3 separate regions of the Gossypium arboreum genome follow, and regions 1 and 3 are each linked to region 2. The links are chromatin contacts, called in public Hi-C maps. All regions are on one chromosome and are shown on one strand. The core of a region is the stretch at or near the end of the contact, and the rest is flanking DNA. Distances in the headings are between cores, read along the strand shown. Region 1 holds the start of LOC108458327. Region 2 holds the start of LOC108458038 (probable small nuclear ribonucleoprotein G). Region 3 holds the start of LOC108459572 (transcription repressor OFP6-like).

The links. Hi-C and Micro-C count contacts between places; a contact is called where the count stands out from the background.
Region 1: a Hi-C map of leaf shows a contact between it and region 2, with 4 times the contacts expected there. The contact joins the promoter of LOC108458327 here to the promoter of LOC108458038 in region 2. A contact is called at or near these places in 2 of 5 Hi-C or Micro-C datasets (both in leaf).
Region 3: a Hi-C map of leaf shows a contact between it and region 2, with 4 times the contacts expected there. The contact joins the promoter of LOC108459572 here to the promoter of LOC108458038 in region 2. A contact is called at or near these places in 2 of 5 Hi-C or Micro-C datasets (both in leaf).

The regions. Positions count from the first base shown.
Region 1 is chr4:83,611,346-83,614,045 of ASM2569848v2, reverse strand. It overlaps LOC108458327, which reads left to right and starts at 1,443. Exons shown (of 13, transcript XR_001867276.2): 1 at 1,443-1,576; 2 at 1,824-1,928; 3 at 2,033-2,106.
Region 2 is chr4:82,933,103-82,935,802 of ASM2569848v2, reverse strand. LOC108458038 (probable small nuclear ribonucleoprotein G) reads left to right here and starts at 1,268. Exons shown (of 4, transcript XM_017757274.2): 1 at 1,268-1,453; 2 at 1,552-1,574; 3 at 2,322-2,443; 4 at 2,550-2,700. The coding sequence starts at 1,419. The coding sequence ends at 2,612.
Region 3 is chr4:83,471,993-83,474,692 of ASM2569848v2, reverse strand. It overlaps LOC108459572 (transcription repressor OFP6-like), which reads left to right and starts at 1,301. Exons shown (of 1, transcript XM_017758960.2): 1 at 1,301-2,700. The coding sequence starts at 1,594. The coding sequence ends at 2,205.

The sequences.
Region 1 (2,700 bases), core at 194-2,693, 680 kb before region 2:
CAACACCTTCCATCCAATCCAAATACCCCCAGAAAAACCAATTGCCTCCACATGATGAGAGAATTGAAAACCGAGATTAGCGATGATCAAATCAGCTTTAACACCACTAACTCTAGTCTCTAAAAGACCCACAATATCAACCTTGTGCTCTCAATTATACTCACGAAAAATATGTAAAAATTTGCTACTAACGCACCCTTGACAATTCCTTGAAAATATAAAAAAACACATTATTTGAAAATAATAATAATAAAAAAGTGAAAGATTGACCTTTATTTCTCAGGCAAATGATTTTCTTCATGACCTTTTCCATCAATATTCAACACCTCCTTACAATTCTCATTTTCAATTTGTGAGTTGATAAGCTTAATCTATAAAAAATGACTTTTTAGATAAGATATTTTCATTATTATCTTATTGAATTGGTGTTGGTTTGATTTCTAACATCAATTTAATCAAATATTTAATACATAATATAAATATAAATAATCAAATTTAATATGAATTTAAAATAATTAAGTGTAAGTAAATTTATTAGAATTTGAAGCGTTTTATAAATTCAATTATGAAATGTAAAACAAGTTATATACCTTGTCGAAATTTTATTCATCTATAATCTATATCCATAATATATATATACATATATAAAAGTATGAGTTTGAAAAATATTTGAATTAATTGAAAATAGTCTTTAGTTTTCTTCATATTACTACACTAAAATTTAAAAATAATTTATAATGTATAATTGAGAATTATTAATTAAAAATTGACGTAAAATAAAAGTTGTAATAATTGCATATCTAAAATAATTATGATTTAATAGAAGTTGTGATAATTATACATAATTATAATTTAATTTATTATTATTAGTTAAAAATTGTTTAAATTTTAAAATAGAATTATTACTTAATTAGAACTCAAGTATAAAATATAAGAAAAAGAAAGGTGTTATTAATTAAAATTTTGATGTAAAAATTTGTGCTAATTTTATTTGAAAAAAGGACTTATTATTTTAGTATAATCTTATGCATTTTAAACTTAATTAATAGTTAATTATGCTAATTAGTTATTATTTTAATAATCTTACTTTGCATTGAATATGTTAGAAATGCTTTAATTATAATTTGGAAATTTCATATTATAATATTTGAATTGATAAATTAATATATTTTATAATTAAAATAAAAATATTATTTTATATTAATTAATATGTTAAAAATATAATATTTAAAAAATAAATTAAATATTAAATACATAAAATCAGCTGATTCGGGCTCAACGGTAAGTGGTCAGAGATTCAGTGGTAAGTACTCATCCTGGCCCATTTTCCTGTTAGGTACTCGTATGGTAGCTAACCGGGTCAACTCACTCTCCATCAGTTTTTTTTCAGCCCAACAACAATCCGCTTAAGGCTTAAACAGGAAACCTTTATTACAGCTTTACAAAAGAACTGACTGAAAATAACATAATAAATCTATAATTATAAAAGGTTTAAGTGAAAAAGATCAGAAATGTTAGCTCGTATTGCTGCTCTAACACAGAGACCCCTTTCTTTTATTCGCTCCTTCAAGTACAGGTATATTCCAATTCTTCATTTGATGAAAATATGCAACTATATTTCTGGGTTTATAAAAAGAAACAAAAAACTATCCCAATTGTCTTCTGTATGCATTAGCTTTATAATATTGTTGATGCATGTGACAATAGGCTTCATTATTCTCAGTTTTTAAGCACTTACAATGTCATGAAATATGGGTACAGCCCACTTGTTGACAGCATGAGGAATTTTTAAGTCAACCCGATAAACTTTTTTCAATTTTCAGGAGAACTGATAGCATACCAAATTCCAGCCGTGGAGAAATGGATTTTACGGATTTGGATTCAAATGCTACGAAATGTGTAAATCTTAGGTTGTGCAGTGTCTCCGGGTATGTTATGTTTATAAAGATTCTATTTTATTTTCTTTAGTTTTTAAAGAGGTTTCATATCGATGCTTGTTTTATTGATCTTTTTGGACATCTTTGCTATGCAGTTGCATGACTGAGATACTTGAAATTCGTGCTGTTCGTCCCTCTTTTCATGTTGTGTTTGTTCCTGGAAATCCTGGTATGTTTTAATGTCTTTGATGTACTATTTTAGTATTAGTTGAATGGGTTTATATGCTATTTTGCACCTGATTTTGGCTTTAAGGTTCAATTTGATACTAATATTTTTCTGAAGCACCCAAGTTTGACTTCAATGTTCTATTTAGAATCCGGGAAAGTTATGGTCCCAAGTAAGCATCTATAATTTTTTTACTAGATTAGACATCAAAGACTCGTTGGACCACATGATGCCATTTGGTTTAGGTACCAAATTGAACATTGAAATCAAACTCAGGTAGCAAATTAGGATGAATGAATATTTTTCCCAAGTACCCAAGTTTGACTTCAATGTTCTATTTAGTATCCGAGAATGTTTTGGTCCCATTTAAGTATCTATATTCTTTTTACTAGATTATACATCAAATACTCGTTGGACTACATGATGCCATTTGGTTTAGGTACCAATGTCAACATTGAAGCCAAACTCAGGTAGCAAATTAGGACGAATGGAAACTTAGGTGCCGAATTAAATGTTGAAGCCAAATTCAGGTACCATATTGTATATTAACCCTAGTTGAATTGTTAGAATTAGATCTCAATTGCATCTGATGATCTC
Region 2 (2,700 bases), core at 19-2,518:
AGTTCTTTCAAGTATGAAAGTGAAAGGGTTTGCTAAAAGACAAAAGAAAGTGAAAGGCGAAATAAGCAATATGCCAATATCCCATTCATACCAATTTCATACCTATTAATGAAAATTGAAATACATGGAACATGTGAGGAAATGGGTTTTGTAGTTGCCTTTCAAGCAGTTTCCTATAAAGTATTAATGCAGTTGACTGCCATTTCTTAATTCCATTAAATGCAATTCGAGTGAATTAATAATTTTTAGCTTGTACCAATGTGTCATAATTCCCAAGAAATTATAAAAGATGTCTAATTTTAACAATTTTACTTTCAATAATTTGGGCCTGTTTAACCAAAAGATTTCTGGGTCAAATTTGATTATGGGCCTATGCTTCTCACTCTATCACTACTCACGAGGGAATTTGCTTAACCATGCTTAGGCTTAACATCTAATCATAAGTCAGAACAACGATCTTAGCCATTAGCCAATAGCTAAATTGGCCCAACTATCATCCACTCAATAATTTCTTTGTTGTGATGGTTTTTTAAGCTGGTAATTGATCAATTGTTTCCATTTGTTTTACTGTTTGCTAAAAGTTTTGCATGTCATCGTTATCATTGTCCTATTAACTTAAAAGAGCATCTTTTTTTTCTTTCCATTCATGATAATTTACCCAAAGAAATGAATTGTTCAACATATCGTTGTTGAGAAAGCAATTTAGAAGTAGACATTAAAGATATGGGCTGAAAAAGGGGGGAAGGAAATGTTAACTCAAATGTGATTTTGTGGGGTTAACCCAACACCACAAGCTCGTGAACAAATGTATAAAGAATCAGCTAAAGTCCACAAATGAGCAGAGGAGCCATAGAGAAAGTTACCTTGACCTCACCTTACTTGTTGACAAAGCTTCCACCGCCCCCAACAACAACACAAATCCCAACCAATTTGGTATTGCTCTATATGAAATACAATTTGAGGAATTAGTTCTTCTAATTATGAAAGTGAAAAGGTTTGCTAAAAGAGAAAAAAAAGTGAAAAGGCCAAATATGTAATATGCTAATCTCTCATTCATACCAATTTTACTATCTAATAATGAAAATTGAAATACATGAAACTTGTGAGAGAGAGATTTTACAATTGTATCTTGCAATTTCCTATAAAGTATTAATGAAGTTAACTGCCATTTCTTTATTCTATTGATTGCACTTATAGTGAATTTAATATTTTTTTAACTTGTTCCAATGTGTTGTATTTTCCATTAAATGCAAGGGTGCTTGGTTTAGTGGTACGATTCTCGCGGTACCCCCTTTCCATTTCTTTTTATTTTCTTAACATTTCTTTTAGTCATATATTTTACGAACCTAAAAATCCAATTTCATTTTCCTCCTCCCATAACCCTACTCTCCTCTCTTCCAAACCAAATTTCTGACGCAATGAGCAGATCCGGCCAACCTCCAGATCTCAAAAAGTATGCTTTTCTTCACGCTAATTTCAACACTTCTCTTTTCTTCATCCGCAGTATTTCGATTTCTAATTTATACTATTGGTGTTATTTGTACGCAACAGGTACATGGACAAACAACTCCAGAGTAAGTTCTATCCTGTTTCCTTCTTTGCGATTACCTATTTCAGTTTTATGCTACTTAGTTTTACATTCATTTGATGATGCTTGCCTTTTGTGGTCGCTAAATTATACCCGAATTTGGTTAACTAGGTTTCTCGTACATGTTGATAGATGCCTCTTTAAGCTGAGTCCGGTCGAATCCAGTGTTTTGGCATATAAAGCTGAAAGGGTTCTAATTGTAGGTGTAATAGTTCAATTGTAATAGTAAGCCGGTGTCCTCTGTCCATTTTCTGTCACTTAATTGTGATTTAAATCTGGGTGTTTTTTGTTGGGTGCTGTCTTTGCATTTTTCCCCCTCACTGGTTGGCTTATATGTAAGGCTTGAGTCGGAAGTGACCGGCCCCATGGAATTTTTTTTTTTTTTTTGTTTATTAGTGTTTGCATGTCCAAGAATCTATCATGTTGGTCATAATTGAAGTTTGAAAAATTCATGTTTCAACAGTAGCTTGAAGAATCCATGTCTTTGTTTGTTAGGAATTTACTGCTGATTCTTGTGTTGATCTCGTAAGTTGCCCACTAGGCGGACGTATGTAAGATAAGAAGTATAAAAGGGGAAAGCCTTGTAATACTACATATGCAGAACATAAAAAAAAATTACTTTTTGTTGCCTATGAGCTTGCAGATTGTTGATTTACCTACGTTGTAGGTTTGTAACATGCATGAGAAGGAATTGATTTAATTGTGTGAATTATACTGTTATTTGATGCTGCAGTCAAGCTGAATGCTAATCGGATGGTTGTTGGTACACTTCGTGGGTTTGATCAGTTTATGAATCTAGTGGTTGACAACACCGTGGAGGTGAATGGCAATGAGAAAACTGATATAGGCATGGTGGTGAGTCTTTTCCCCGCCTTAAATACCTTGCTTAATGCTTAAATTGCCATTCAGGGGATATGCTTTCATATTTAGCCTTGTTTTAATTGATATCAATGAATCGCAGGTTATCAGAGGAAATAGCGTTGTTACTGTTGAAGCACTTGAACCTGTAGGCAGAATGCAGTGATTCGGTTTTTTCTACTGGAAATTCCGGAATCACTTGATGGTATCTCTTCCATTCTCTGGTGGTTGGATAACATAGATGCTGGCCTCCT
Region 3 (2,700 bases), core at 52-2,551, 540 kb before region 2:
TACTGATCACATGTATGATATTATGACATGATGCATGATATGTTGCATAGGGATGGGATTTATTGTGATTGGAGGAAGTGTACTGTACTGGCAGCTCTGCTGCAAATACTGATTAGTGTCGTAACCGGTACTACTTGGAGTGTAGGGATAAGTGGGTTGATTTTATCCACACGTGGAGTGTAGGGTTGGACGGAGATGGAGTGTAGAGGCTGATTGGCAAGGATTTATTGATTGCATATCTGTACTGTACCGTTACTAAGATGGGCTCAAGCTCACACTGATATTGATACTATAATGGGCTAAGGCCCTGACTGAAATTGAACCATGACTGAAGTGGGCTTAGGCCCAGACTGTATATGCTCTTTGATTAATTATCTGATATGGGATTACACATTGAGTTTTCATAACTCACCCATCTGTTTATTTGTACTAGTAATCCCTAGGCTTAGGCGGGTCGATATTGCGAGGGAGTCGAAGATGGCCACACAACTGTGCGGACTTTCTTATTGGGTTTTAAATTACAAATGGTTTTATTTTGGGTGTTTTTAATGTAATAAGGCCTCTATAATTTTTAATCTTTAAGTTTGGGGTTTTATTTATTTTGATTTATATCTGCTAGTAGTAGGATGCGAGTTTTCAAAAAGATAAATATTTTCCAAATTACCACGTTTACGCAACATGTTTTTTTAAGCTTTCGCAAGAAATAATATTTTAAAATTAATAATAAATTTAATATGGGTAACTTTTTGGCAAACGACTTAAGTTTTGAAAATAAACGAGATATCTTTAAATTTTTGCTAAGATCACAAAGAGGTTAAATATAGAACGAGTTTTTCAATAATATTATACTTTAGAAAAACACTTCAACGTGACATCGTTAGATTCAACTATAATATTTAGGCTAAGTTTAGGGTGTTATATCACCTATGTAAAATAGAAAAAAATAAGGCTGAAAAAATACTTAACATAAAATACTTAACATAAATGGTGTTCAATATGAGGTTTATACAATCATTGGTGAAGCACAATCAGGGAGCACCGAGGCAGAAGAATTTTGTCCCATTTTAAAATACATGGAACCAGATTAAAATTTGGGATAAAGTTGAAGAATTATTCATGACAGTATATTAAAAAAAGAAACCACCTTTTAAGGTACCATCAGCTTAAAAAATCTAATTAAAGAAATAATATGAAATAGTTATATACAGAAAAGTCTGATCCCTATAGATCATTCTTGCTGTCATGTCAGTTTGTGTAATTAAAAATGCAACAAAATCGAAGGCATTGAAAAGACATAGTAAAATTGGACGGCAGTGATTAAATTGTCGGAGAAGTGAAAGTCACAGAGCAGTGAGGGTATCAGCTATGGACCCTCCTTGCTCACATGCAGGATTTATAGGCAAAAATCTCCGTAGTTGTAGAGTCCAATGCTTCAGTGTGAGTCAGGCCGACGCCTCATCCCAACTCCAAAACCACCCTTTTTAGACTAATCTCTTCTTCCCTTCCGTCTCTCTTTCTATTTTATCTCATCAACCTTAAACCTCAACTCTAAACAGTAAAAAAGCTTCTCATTTTTCCTTCATCTCTGCTGCAATGTTAAGCGACAAAAAAAAGCTGATCCTTAACACCGTTTCAGTCAGCATAGGCTGCAGCAGCTGCAAGAGATCCAAGCTCGCTAGTTTTTTCAGCCCCAAACCCAAATCCAAATCCAAACCCAAATCCAAACCCAAATCTAATTCCCAATCTCTTTACAACTCTTCTTCTTCGAGCTCTTCCAAGAAAGCAGCCACCCATTATTATTTCTCGGAAACCGCCACCTCTTTTTCTCCCAGCACTGACACTCCTCGTTGCTGGGACATGGACACCGATGACACAGACCACGACAGTAAGGGTTCAATGTCAACTGTACGAGGTTTTGGTCGTGTCGGAGGGGAGAGTCTAGCAGTGGAGAAGGACTCCGACGACCCTTATTTGGACTTCAGGCACTCCATGTTGCAAATGATACTGGAGAAAGAGATATATTCGAAAGATGATTTGAGAGAGCTTCTCAACTGTTTCTTGGAGCTGAATTCGCCTTATTACCATGGGATTATTATTAGAGCTTTCACGGAGATCTGGAACGGGGTTTTCAACGTCAAGCCTGGTGGTGGCGGCGCCGTTGCTTCCCCAGAGCTGCATTTCGGGTTCAGGCCATGTGACTTCTAGGTGTCGCTGTTGCTACGTTATCTATGGTCTCTTTCTCCTTTTTTTTTTTTCCTTAGCTTCAAGTACAGTGCAATAGGTTAATAATAAATTAGTTAAATGTCTGACTATTGCTTATAAACGCTTGTTAAGGTAGTATTTAAAGAAATATTTTCGAGTTTAATGCAATAGTAAGTTGTGAATGTGAAGGCTTGGAAATATTTCTTTAAATAAAATCATTTTAACAAGTGTGTTTATGGCACGTTTTAACTTACTTCATTAATATCTCGTCTCCCAACATTAAAGGTAGAGAAGTAGAATGCGTAAAAGACCCACTAAAATATAGTATTGTGGGTCATATACATTTAGAAGTTAATATTTGAGCTTTGGAAATGGAAGACTGTTCTATTATTTACTTCTGACAAGTTGATAAATATATAAATGATGGTGAAGTAATCTTGATGGTACATGAAGAGTGAGCTTAGATACCATTTTAGCATCAATTATGAAACTTATTAG